Regions from separate parts of the Sus scrofa genome. Here region 1 is linked to region 2. Evidence: chromatin contacts called from public Hi-C data. All regions are on one chromosome and are shown on one strand. Each heading gives the region's core, a stretch centred on a gene start, on an enhancer-like site or on the middle of the called end of the contact. The rest is flanking DNA. Distances are from core to core; before and after follow the strand shown.

Evidence for each region. Hi-C and Micro-C count contacts between places; a contact is called where the count stands out from the background.
Region 1: a Hi-C map of liver shows a contact between it and region 2, with 4 times the contacts expected there. The contact joins the promoter of YWHAG here to the promoter of POLR2J in region 2. A contact is called at or near these places in 1 of 47 Hi-C or Micro-C datasets (liver) and 1 of 2 datasets of contacts at active chromatin or transcription factors (alveolar macrophages).

What each region holds. Positions count from the first base shown.
Region 1 is chr3:9,992,345-9,998,620 of Sscrofa11.1, forward strand. It overlaps YWHAG (14-3-3 protein gamma), which reads left to right and starts at 2,458. Exons shown (of 3, transcript XM_005661962.3): 1 at 2,458-2,776. The coding sequence starts at 2,690.
Region 2 is chr3:9,814,908-9,821,482 of Sscrofa11.1, forward strand. POLR2J (DNA-directed RNA polymerase II subunit RPB11-a) reads right to left here and starts at 1,750. Exons shown (of 4, transcript XM_003124394.5): 1 at 1,597-1,750; 2 at 379-468. The coding sequence starts at 1,649. RASA4B (ras GTPase-activating protein 4B) reads right to left here. Exons shown (of 22, transcript XM_013995507.2): 22 at 1,669-1,902. The coding sequence ends at 1,787.

The sequences.
Region 1 (6,276 bases), core at 1,208-3,707, 180 kb after region 2:
CCAGGGTTGGCTGTCAGGGTTCCTTCCCGCCGGACCTGGGTGGCCCAGGCCAGAGTGGTTGAGGCCTGGCCTGCAGGGAGGAAGAGAAAGGAAGAGAAATGACTTGGCGAACACTCCTGTAAGAGACAGAAGGAAGTGGGAGGGTATATTCACCAGCAGGATTGCATTTTGCCGGGTGGTGTAGTAAGAGAAGAGGGACCAGGGCCTATACTGGAGGAGGGGAGAAGAGAGCTATTTCTAGACTCTCCTCACTCAGCCCAGAGCTGTCTCCCTAAGTCCGTGCATGCATTCATGCATTCATTCATTCCTTCATTTTGCATGTTCTTCGTATTTAAGGTGTGCCAGGCACTGTGCCCAGCACTGAGGAAGCAATGGCGATGAAGATTAAATGCCAATCTCATCCTTTTCTGCCTTGGTTAAAATCTCACAAGCTTTCTATTTATTTTGAAAGAAAGACTGCACTCCCTTGACTGCCATTCAGGGCTCCTCACATTCTGGCTCCTGACTCCATGTCCAGCCCCAATACCCATCACTTCAGGCAACAAACACATTGGATTTTTTGCCTATCAATGTTTATATGTTAGGGGAGTTCCGTCGTGGCTCAGTGGTAAAGAACCTGACCAGTATCCATGAGGAAGCCGGTTCAAGCCCTGGCCCCATTCAGTGGGTTAAGGATCTGGCGTTGCCTTGAGCTGCGGTGTAGGTCGCAGACGAGGCTTGGATCCTGCGTTGCTGTGGCTGTGATGTAGGCCAGCAGCTGTAGCTGCTATCCAACCCCTAGCCTGGGAACTTCCATGTGCCACATGTGCAGCTCTAAAAGGCAAAACAAAAACAAACAAAAACTTTTGTCGGGAAGAAACTGCCTGTGTCTTTTGCCTGCTCTCAAATCCTACACATCTTTAAGGGCTGGACTGGAAATGTTACCTAACTCCCTGGGGAAGCTTTTCAGAACCTCTTCCTATCTAGCCTGAATTAAAAAACAAAACAAAAACCAATTTAACGCCACTTAACAAATTCTGAATCCCTTGAGGGTAAGGTTCCACGCCCTGTTCCAGAATCAAGCCTGGAATAATTCTCCGAAACTCCTTTATTCTCTGGTCTCATACACAACACTTCATATTCACTGTTTTAAAAAATCCCTGGAAATTTCCTTGTGGGAAGTAGATTAAGGATCTGCTATTGCTGCAGCTGTGGTGCAGGCTTCAACTGCAGGCGTGGGTTTGATCCTTGACCCAGAAACTTCCATATGCTGTGGGTGCAAAAAAAAAAAAAATTCTTTATTACTTTCTAAAGTACTCTACACACTTATCTTTACTTTGCCTATTTTCTTGGGCAGGGATTTTATTTGATTTGTTCTCTGCCGTACCCTATTGCCTAGAACAGTGCCTGGAACATTGTAGGTGTGCAATAAGATAAGTGCTGGATAAACGAAATAAAACGTGCAGTCAAAACTGTGGGTTGTGTGAGCTACATGGAATGTCAAAAAGGGAAGCACATGAGCAAGAATTAGTCAGATTGACCTCAGCGTGTATATTCTAGGCGGGCAGAAAAGAGTTGGTTAACCCCTACACACAACCCAGTGTTGAGCAGCCATTGGCTAACTGAATTGAATCTTTAATGCTCCACCCTGGAGAGGAAGGAAGGGGCTCACCAGGGGTAGACCCGCAAACTACTGCTGTATCCTTTCTACAAATTGACCAGGACGCCCTCCTGGTATTTGTCTTTCCAGATTTCCACCTGTCAGGTCCAAGAATCTCAAGGTGGGGATGCGGAGGGAGCTGGAACCTTGTGGGGGAGGGTGACAGTCCCCCAAGGTTTGGCTCCTTAATTCAACCATCCCTCAGGCGGTCACCACCCTCACAGTTTTAATCAATAGTGTACGGACCCCACCTCTCCAGACCCCCACCCCCCTCCATGTCCTGCTATTTTATCTCAGAAACATGGTCCAGGGCTGAGGCCCTGGCCCCCTCCTCCAGTAATTTCCCCAAGCATGTGGGGCGGGGCCGTGAATCAGCACTCACTGGGACTGATGCATCCTCCGTCCCCGCCAGGGGTCCCCAGCGGCCGCAGAATTAGGAACCCCCCCCTCCCCGTCCCATCCTCCTCTGTCTGAGCGCTACGACAACAGGGAGATGTAGTCTTGGCTGCCCCTTTGTCCCTGATCTCCCCAACGTATCGCCGCACCCGAGGATGAACTACAACTCCCAGGGGCCCAGGCGCCGGAGGCCTGAGAGGGCCGCGGTCTGCAGGACGAAGGGTGGGGGCCGTCTGGAGAAGATAGGGCACAGCAGCCGGGGTGAAGGGAAGCACCCGGCTCGTTGGGGGGCAGCGGGGAAGGAGGGGACGCCCAGAGAGCGGCGCCGAGCTGAGTTGGGGAGGGGAAACCCAAGGAACGGAAGGGCCGGGGCGGGGGTGCGCGGGCGGGTGGGCGGGGCCGTTGCGTCACGCGGCGTGGGCGGGGCCGCAGGGGGTTGTCCGCCCGCGGCACGCACAGCAGTCGCAGCCGCCTCGCGCCCGGTCCCGCGGTCGCAGCTCGAGCCGCAGCCTCTGCGCCGCCACCGTCGCCGCCTCAGCCGCTCGCTTCGTGGGTCGGTCCCTCCGGCACACGGGCTCCAGCCGCGTCGCAGCCGTCCCCTGAGCCCCTCAGGCCGCCCCGGTCTCCTTGCCCGGCCCGACCCAGCCCGTGAAGATGGTGGACCGCGAGCAACTGGTGCAGAAAGCCCGGCTGGCGGAGCAGGCGGAGCGCTACGACGACATGGCCGCGGCCATGAAGAACGTGAGTTTCTCCTCCCCTCCCCCCGCCTCGCCCCAGCCCCTTTGCAGACGCGGGCCTTCGTCGGCTCTTCCGGGGGACTGGTTGCCTGTTGCAGCTGCAGGTCTCTCGCCCCTGAGGGAGCTGGGGAGGGTCCCGAGAGCGCTGAGGACCGGGTGTGACGCGGCCTCGCTCCGAGCGTCCCCCGGGGCCGGCGGCGCTGTCTCCTCAGCCCTCCTCGCGCTCGGGCTGGGGCGGGGTCTTGCAGGGCTGGTCTGGGCAGCCGGCTCTCCGGCCGCCGCGCCTTTGGCTTTGCCGGGGACCTGAGCCGGGGCCACGCGCATCCTTTGTGCCCCACTTCCCCTCCTCCCAGCCTGGGCGTGTGGGGGCGGGGGACCGCATGGATGCGGTTCCTCTTTTCTCCCTGGTGTCTGGGCGGCGCCTTTTCCATTCACTCAGCAGGTCTCCCGGTTTTCTGATGCTCCCCCTCTCCCCAAATCTTCCCACTGTCTCTCGAGACAGGTCCTTTAGAGTCTCCCCGGTAAAAACGTAGGCTGTCCTGAAAACCTGGGCGCAGTAGTACAAAATCGAAACCTCCTTGCTCACGTTTTTCTTAACAAAAGGCTCCTCTTTCTTTACCTCAAAGCAAGCCCTCTTGATTTTAGGAAGAGGGGAACGTTTGTTTGGCTAGCTTTTTCATTGATTGTTCTTAATATGTTATCTCTAATTTTTCCTAGTGTTTTTTGTATTGAAAAGGGTAGGTATTGTCTTAAAAATAAAGGTTGTGAATTTAGCTGACTGGTTCAATTTGTGATAATATGCCGTTTCTCTTTTAAACACAGGCACACATCTGTTGAAATTCCTATAAGTTGAAAAAATATTCTCTCTGATCTGATACTGCAAACAAAGCGGTGGTGGGAGGCAGTATCAAGTCATTCCAGAAGATTCTGCATTTGTCATATTGCAGAGAGCCTAGACTGGGTGGAGGCTGGGAGGAGTTATTTTAAAGGGGAAAAAATATCTTTTTTTTTTTTTTTAATTTGTTTTGTTAGATATATCTGAGGCTTAAAAAAAGCTATCACATCCTTATTGGTGATGAAAAGAGAATACTGATCTCCAGTTGTCGCATTTTGTCTGGGATGCAGATTCCTGCCTGTATTGCACCATTTTGTAACACTACATTTGTCTAATGGGCAGACAACCAGTTTGATGGTGGGGGGGAGTATTGACCATTATTAAATGAAACCTAGAAAATTATCTAGTGATTTAGGTCTCCCACTATTTTAATAAATAAGTTAAATACTTCTTGCCTTATGTAACAAAGGTTTTAAAGTGCATCTCCTGTGTGTAGCAGATGCAGGAGTGTACCTTGCGTGTTAAATCTTTTTAATGAAGCAGTGTAGGTATTACAGATTCATTAATTCTTGAATAATTTTACTGGTTCACAAAAGATGACAATACTGATGCCTTTATATTTAAGTCATCTACATTAATAAGGGGTTTTTATTCCCTTAAGGAAGAGAATTGACTCTGAAATTGGGAGCACTGCTTTATTAAGAGACTGCTACAGTTGCTGTCTTTAAAGTGCAAATGATAGAAGTTATACTTTAATAGATATCAGTATCTTCAGTTCAATTATTTAGACTCTTCTAATTTTTCCATATTTCTAGTTTCACAGGAAAGCGAGTGACCTCGCACCTATATCCATAGCAACCCAGTGATGTCACACAATGACACAGAGGCTGCAATGCACCTAAGGGCTGGTAGGGAGTATTCAGATGGCATTTGTCCAAGGTAATGCAGAAATTATCAGATGAGCCAGGTGGAATTGAGTACTTTATGTTCTATCAGATGAGAATTGGTCCCCAAAATAAAGTATTTCATTTATCCTTAGACTTGCAAATCAGGGACCTCTAGATATGCCTGTTCTCCTTCCTATTTCTAGTTTTCTCAAAAGTTTAAGGATACAGTAGTGTTTTTAAACATTCATCTCACTATTAAAATTGGGCAATGAAGGAATAAAGTTAAAAATTTTAAGCAATTTTTTTGTGATCATAGTGCAGGGGTGGGTTGTATACATGGCTTTATTGCAAATTATTAATGTGGCAGGTTTTAAAAAAACCTTTAAAAAATTACAACTTCCTACTCGGTCATTTTCAGTAAATGTCAGGGAATGAGAATCCGTTTCAGAACACTTGAGCTTGGGATTGGGAAAAGTTTTCTTTTGCTGTGTTGATGCTTCTGCTCTTTGACGACAGAGCATGGAGGAAAGAACAGTTCATAAAATAAAGCAGACATTTTTCGAACCTGTTTACTGTGATTCTGAGGGTTAGGCTTACCTTTGACCTTCACTTTCTTCCTCTGTAAAATGGGTCAATACCTACTTGAAAAAGTTGCAAGGATTAAATAAAAACTGTAGATGCTTTAAAAAAGTAACTGTTTCTTCCTCTCTTTGTAAAGGTTATCACTGAATTTGGAAAATAGAGGAAGATACAAAAAAAAAGTCCTTCCCTTAAGGTTGGAGTAATCCAGGTGCTAGAGTGATGAAATTTATTTGAATTTAATGAAATTACCCTAGTAATAGTTAGGACCTGTGACATGTGGGTGACCAGGGTAGAAATAATATGCAGTATTTTGAAAGGGAGGAAGAGGGGGAAGTTTAGTCTTTTAAGATAAATGCATAAGCTTGTATCTAAAAAGAGTGAATCCTGAGATGTTTCCTATTAGACAATACTTACTTGTCCTTTGGATTTTAATAGCCTCTTGAGTTGGTATTCTGAGTAGACTTTGGTACTTGCTTGGGGTGAGAGGTGGAGAAAAGATTCTGAGCTACTAATTTTGTTCAAGTTACTGGGTTAAGCAACTTAACTCAGGTGTGTGTGGGAGAGGGCAGTGGTGGCGGAAGTCTATCTTAATAATATAAAAAAGTCTTTCTAGTGGAATAGATACACCTTAACATTTTTTTTACTGTGTTAAATATTCTGTTTCCTCCTAGCTTTTCCAGGAGGCTAGATCAATAGCCATTATCACTAATGGAGTAATGACCCCTCTGTAGACTTGAGAGGCGGAGTTCTGCCAGCCTTTACTCTTAAGTCATGTGGTTTCAGTTCTCATCTTTGGGATTGGAAGAACACAGATAACAGTTCGCCCTTTACATTATCCTTTGCAGTAACTGCAATGACTGTTAAGTGCTTTTTCTTATTTAAAATATCTCATATGTATCTTTTGAGTTATATTGAGATAAAAGAAGTTGCTAAATGTGCATCCTCATTACAGTTCTTTGGATAAATTGCAGACCCTGGGGAGGATTTCATCCCCTAGCACTTGGCGGAAGACTTAGTTATTGAAACAAATTAAATTATTAAAAAAAGAATGGAGGCTACAATTTTGTTTTTATTGAGGTAAAAGTCTCATAACACAAACATTTTCAAGTGTATGATTCAGTAACATTTAGTACATTCGCAATGATAGGCAGCCATTACCTAGAAAAAATGGGAAAACGATATTTTAAAGTGATGATCTGG
Region 2 (6,575 bases), core at 500-2,999:
GTCTCTGGCACATCCATCTTAGAATACCATGCATCATCAAGGTCAATGTCACAAACGGTGGCAGGGTGGGTGGCCAACCCTGACTGCTTCCCCACGCTCGCTCGTGAGCACAGCATCCCAACCGGGCCTACTTCGCAACTCACTGCACATTCCCTTCCTTTAGCCAGATAACTGAGCCAACGCAGACACATAGCTACGTGAACAGATAGGGGCCAGTGTCATTTTGAAGAAAAGATACTAGGATGTGAATTCCCAGAGCCAGCACCCAGAAGGACTTCCTGGAGCTTAGAAAGACTTGAGATCATCTGGAACTTTTGCCTGTCCTTCCAAAGAGCCCCGTTAAACACAACCACCAAAAGCCTTTGACTTGGAGCTTACGATTTAATGATATTTCCCAGCGTGTGGTCTTCCTTGTTGATGGTGAACAGACAGGCATTGGGCACCTTGGTGTCCTTGTTGATGGTGATCCTAGGAAGAGGTAAAGGCGACAGGTGGGGGCTGGGGGTTCCCTCCTTCCGGGACTCTAAACCCTGCCCTTCAAGGCAGGCTCAGCCCCACCTCCTCCTCCTCCTCCTCGAAGCCTTTCCCCATCTCTTCATCAGGAAGACCTCTCATTCTCAGAGCAGCAGTGTGGCTATACCTCGAGCCCTGCCACGTCTGGTTCTGTGGGACCCATGCCTACTCTGGATTGCTCCTTCTCCACCTTGGCACCACTGCCATTTTAGGTCAGACAACTCTTGTTTGCAGGGGGCCGTATGACACACTGCGGGATGCTGGCAGAAGCCCGGGCTTCTACCCACTAAATGCCAGGAGCATCCCCTATATGACAATCAAAAACATCTGCAGACTCTGCCAAAGTTCTTTGGGCGGGGGGTGGGGGGCAAAATGGCCCCCAGCTGAGAGCTACTGCCTCGCAAGGGAGAGTGACAGGGATGGCAGGGGCTAGAACACAGAGCCCTGCAAAACAGGTAATTATGAGAAAGAAGAGCCAGTGCTGAGCCCAGGACTAAATACTTCACATAAACTATCTCGTTTAATCTCCTCTTAGAGAATAACCTATGATTTAATACAGTAATAAGCCCTTTTTCTAGATGGGGAAAGTGGGCCTCGGGCAGATTAAATCACCTGCCCAAAACCACAGAGTCCTTAAATAGGGGATCCAGGAGCCAAGCCCAGTCTGCCTGAGCACTGGATTACACTTGGCTTCCTCTGCAAGCAATGAGCAGTCCCTGGAGGTTTTACACCAGCGAATGAAGATCCGGTGTGAGTCTGAGAGCCATCCCTCTGGATGCAACAAAAAGGATGAAGGCGGCGGAGGGGAAGACCAGTGAGGGGGCTACCAGATCCCAGAATACAGACCGGCCACTTTGTTACTTAACCTCTCTGAGCCTTGGTTTCCTCTGCAAAACGGGGAGACTCACCACCGCCTAGGACTGTCTTAAGTTTGGCAGACACAGGTGTGAAGCTCTCGGCCGAGCAGACGCTCGAGCAAAAGTGGCTTCTGTCCCCACGCAACAGAGGACGGGCAGAGACTCCCCAGAACCTGCGTGCGCTGACGGTCCCGCCACCTTCCCCGCCCAGGCCGGTTCCACTTACTTCTTCTCGCCCTCGAAGAGTAAGAACGACTCGAAGGCAGGAGGGGCGTTCATCCTAGCACCGCGGCCACCTCCAAAGAGTCAGCTATCGCCGCCACCACCACCACCGCCTCCCGAAACCTAGAGCCCGACCACTTCCGGGTCAGCGGCTACTTCCGGATTACGCTAGCGGCGCCAAACCCGTGTGGGAACTAGTTCATTGCCCCCTGTCGGTCTGGAGGATCTTGCTCAGGCACGCGAAAAGCCGGCGAGATGAGCTGGTTGTTCTGCGCACGCGTGAATCCGGAGACTCCCCTCCCGGGCTCACCTGGGGGAGCAATTTGGCGCATGCTCAGATCACTAGCGGGTGATTGGTTTTGACACCTCCTTGTCCATTTCAAGCGGAACCCTGAGCTGTTCTTTCCACTCCCGCTGTCCCTTGATCCCTCTTTGGAAATGTGCCCTTGGAGTACACAGCAGGAGGCTTCCGAATGAAGAATGGAGCATTGGGGTGGTAGAGCCTTGGTGGGGTAGGCAGGTGTGGCCACTGGGGAGGTGCAAGAAGCCTCCTCTGGGCTAGACTGTTGTGTATAGATAACCCCCTTGCCAAGGCAGACCGCTACAGGACTCTTGGCTGAGTGGTCACTGGCTTGTCAAGTGGGCTTGTAGCCTAATGAGCTTCTTGTTAGTGGGGGCAGTTGTGGCTGGAGAAGAGGTTGGTATATACAGGTGAGGACAAAGAAAAAATGTTGCCTGTCATTTCAGTAAACAAAGAAGGCTGCCTGCCAGCCACTGCCCTGCCCCTGACTATGAGCCCTGAGGGACATTCGGGACGGAGAAAAACAGGGTGCTGGCCTTAGACAGTTAAGACGCCTATCAGGGAACAATTTCAATGAGCTCGGATTCTTGCATCTCCCCAAAGAAAAAGACTAAAATCATTAACTTGAGAAGTCTGTCTTTCGTGATTAGCAGTAATCTTTCGATGCGTGACTACATGTTTGTTTTTCAGCAAAAACTCCTAAATATCCTGGCTTCTCTCTCATCTCTTTGGAACAGTTCCTCAGAGCTAGCAAAGAGGCTGTCTCCCAGGCTCTGGTCCTCAATAAGGTCCCTGATGAAAGCTAACTCGCAAATTTCAAGTTGTCGTTTTTGTTTTGAGTCAACACAGGTGTGAGAAGAACTTGAAAAGATAAGTGTATGAGTTAGCTTTGGTGGGTTGGTATTTCTACAGTTTCGCCTAAGAGTCCTACCTGAGTGCTTTGAAGCAACAGGGGCTGTGGTTCAGATTAGCTCCTGGAGCCCTACCAGCTTCCCAGTTGTTTCTTTAGGGCTGGGCAACACCCAAGGGGCCCTCAAGGAAATCTGGAGCTTCCCCCACCACTTCCTGGGAAGGGCTAGTTCCTACTTGAGCCTTGAACCCTGGAGTGAGAAAATGTCCTTTGGGGGAGGCCAACACCAACCTAGACTCTCCAGGCCAAGTGGGTGGGGGTGGAGGCTCTTTAACTGGGGAGGAAAAGAGGACAATGACAGTAATGATACCCTGAGGTTATAACCTGCATCCTTCTGAGTCATCCTGGGAAAGTCCACACCAATGATGCTGCCACTGCCAGGATTGCAGGGACCCAGGGTGATGAGGCTGGCTGGACTTCATTGGGCCAGGGATGGGATGGGGAGAGGGTTGTTTTTTCGGTCTTTTTAAAGCCACACCTACGGCATATGGAGGTTCCCAGGCTAGGGATCTGATCGGAGCTGTAGCCGCCAGCCTACGCCACAGATCCGAGCTTCGTCTCTGACCTACATCACAGCTCACAGCCACGCTGGATCCTTAACCCACTGAGCGAGGCCAGGGATCGAACTCACATTCTCATGGATGCTAGTCGGGGTTGTTACCGTTGAGCCATGACGGTAACTCCTGGGGAGAGGATTTTTAACCTGGCAGGGGGTCCAGTCCCTGCCACTGTGGTGGTCTGTCTGCTCTAGGGAGTTCTGGTCACACTTCCCCTTCGATACCCTGACCAACATGAGACCCTGAGCTCCAGAAGTTGTCAGCTTCCCAAAGAATGTTCAGAGGCTCGATGCTGGAGCGCCCCAAGACAAGGCCAAGTGGCCATTCCCATCTTCTCCTAAGTTGAAGGGTGCTCGGCCGGCCTGGCACCACTGTGGAAGGGGCTGCTAGAACACAGATGCTAGGAAACTTTATCCAACCTCGGAAATAAGGGGAAGGGAGACTGCGTGGCCTGTCCCATCAATGCCACAGTGAAGCACCAATGAACAGGCCTGACCAAGGGTTAGTTAAATATCTAGGGCAGGGATTATCAAAATGTGAGGGCCCTGGGACCAAATCAAGTCTGCCACCTGTTTCTGTAGATCAAGTTTCGCTGGATTATGCCATGCCCATTTGTCGCCTTATTGTCTGTGGCTGCTTTTGTGCTGCAAGAGTAATTGTGACCAAAACCTGTAAGCCTGGGGCTTTGCAGAAAAAGTCTGCCAAATCTCTAATCTTGGGGAATGGACCTGTGTTTGACATTAATGTTTACTCTTCAATTAAGAGCCCAGACACTGAAGTTATCTATTAACTTGTAGGTTTCTATCCCACAGAGACGAAAACTCCATCCACCAGTTTTGTATCTATTATCACAATCTTGTTTTAACATTGCTCAGGTTCTCAAAATAGTCCACGAACCAGGTTTGCCAAACGCTCAATTCCTCCTCGATGCGTAATAAATCTTTGATACATGTTCATTGTATTTTGGTGTAAGAATCATTTTTTTTTTTTTTGGTGTTTTTGTCTTTTTAGGGCCGCACCCGTGGCATATGGAGGTTCCCAGCCTACAGGATCTAATCAGAGCTACAGCTGCCTGCCTGCACCGCAGCCACGAAACGCAGGATCCTTAACCCACTGAGCGAGGCCAGGGATCAAACCCGAAACCTCATGGTTCCTAGTCGGATTCGTTTCGGCTGTGCCATGATGAGAACGCCAAGAGTCCTGTTTTTTTAACATATTCAAAAAATATACATCGTCGGGAATTTCCCAAGAGGAGTATGGTGGAACTTGCTCAGATTTCTTATGGGATCGGCCCAGACTATGACAGATGCACGTACCATGTGAACTGTGCCCACTGAGGGCTTCCGAGAGTGCCTGCCCTGTAGTGAACGCCAGCCCCCTAGGCTGCAGGCCTCTGTCCGGGGGCCCAATCAAACCCTCAGGACATCTGGGGGGACCTGCCCCGGGGCCCCAGATGAATAAGAGGCTTGGCGATCCTGGGGAAGTGGTGGTGTCCACACTCCCTGTGCAGATGGAGAGTCTGACCTTTAGGACCTGCCGTGCTGAGGGCAGGCAGGAGTCTCTTCTGTCCCTGTCCTTTTGCCAGGTGGCCTCCAAAAAGAACGTGGCATCCCGGATTGCAGGTAACTCTGCTCAGAACCTGAGAAGAGAACCTAGGAGCCAGAGTGCTCACAGGTGAGGTGGGGGCAGGGCCGGGCATTTAGTCATTTGAACGCCACTTCCGGCCACGGTGGCCACGCCCACGCCAGGATCCATTGGTGGAGACGGTGGTGGGCGTTGCCAGCAGGAGCCTGTGGGTGTGCAGTTAATCGCTCCGTCCTATTGGTCTCAGGTCCCGCAGGAGCCTCTCTCCCCTTCACACCCTGCCCTGGGTCTCAGTAGACCCTGGGGTCCATGCTTCCTTACCATGAGGTGCTTGACACCCAAGAAAATCAAAGAGGCCTGCGAATTTGTGTGTGAGGCCCCAAGGAAGTAGCCAGAGAAGCGAGCTGCTGGTGAGGGCGGGGCGCGCAGAGCAGGGAGCAGGCTCAAGCACTCCTGGGCCTGAGCCCTGGGCTGTGAAGGGAGAGAGGACGCCAGGTCCTGCGAGGAGGCTCACGAGGCCCACAGATGGTTAGCATCATGACCAAGAGGCGATGAACGTCCCAGGGGCTGGCAGGCTGCGGCCACGAGGAAAGGTCACTATGGCCCCAAAAGCCATAGGGAGAGGGGAGGGGGCAGACCCTTGTACCATCACCCCATCGCCTCAAAGCAGGCAGCATGCAGTCTGCCCACGTGGCCCTGCCCCCGAGCTGGGCCAGGGGTCCTGCCTGTGACCCAGGCCCTTGGGGACTGTCCTCGGTCTGGGATTCACAGGTGAGGCTCAAGCTTGGTTGCACAAGCTTTAAAAATGTGCCGAAGAGCCGGTGCCTCCTATCTTACCACCTCATCAGTGGCGCTGGAGGCTGCTGTGTGTCTAGGGATGGGCTGGGTGGTGGGTGGGGAGGTGACAACCAGAGGAAGCCTTGCCTGGGACAGGGGGCTGGCATAAGACACTGCCAGGGCTTTTTTTTTTTTGTCTTTTCTGGGGCCGCACCCACGGCATAAGGAGGTTCCCAGGCGAGGGGTCCCATCGGAGCTACAGCTGCCGACCTACACCACAGCTCACGGCAACACCGGATCCTTAACCCACTGAGCAAGGCCAGGGATAGAACCTGCAACATCATGGTTCCTAGTCAGATTCGCTAACCACTGAGACATGACGGGAACTTCCATGGTTAGAGGTTCTGAACCTGCCCCCGCGTGCAATCTTCAGGACACTTGGAGAAAAGGTCTGTTTGGGGGGCTGCAGGGAGGGACAGATCAGGCTCTGCAGCCTCTGGGGGATGCACCAAGGTATGGCCAGGACAGCAGGTGGGAGGAGAGAGGAGCTCTCTGGGTCAGGGGGAGCAGAGGCTATGCTGGAGGGCCCAGTCCTCGGCCACCCCCACCAGCATCTGACCCCCATCACGACAGCCCCGAGCCTCCGCAGTCCCAGCAGGTTTATTGTTGGCAATAAAGCACCGCGATGCTCTCCCCGGGGGCACAGGCGAGGCCGTGAGGAGAGCAGGTGGGGTTGTGGCCGGGAGCAAAGGGGGTGCTGAGCTGGAGGCCTGGTCTCCTGGGCTCCACGTTCCCTCGTGCCTCTCTGGGTCCACTGGGCGTGGACCACCCTAGGAGTGTTTCCAGCTGGGTCT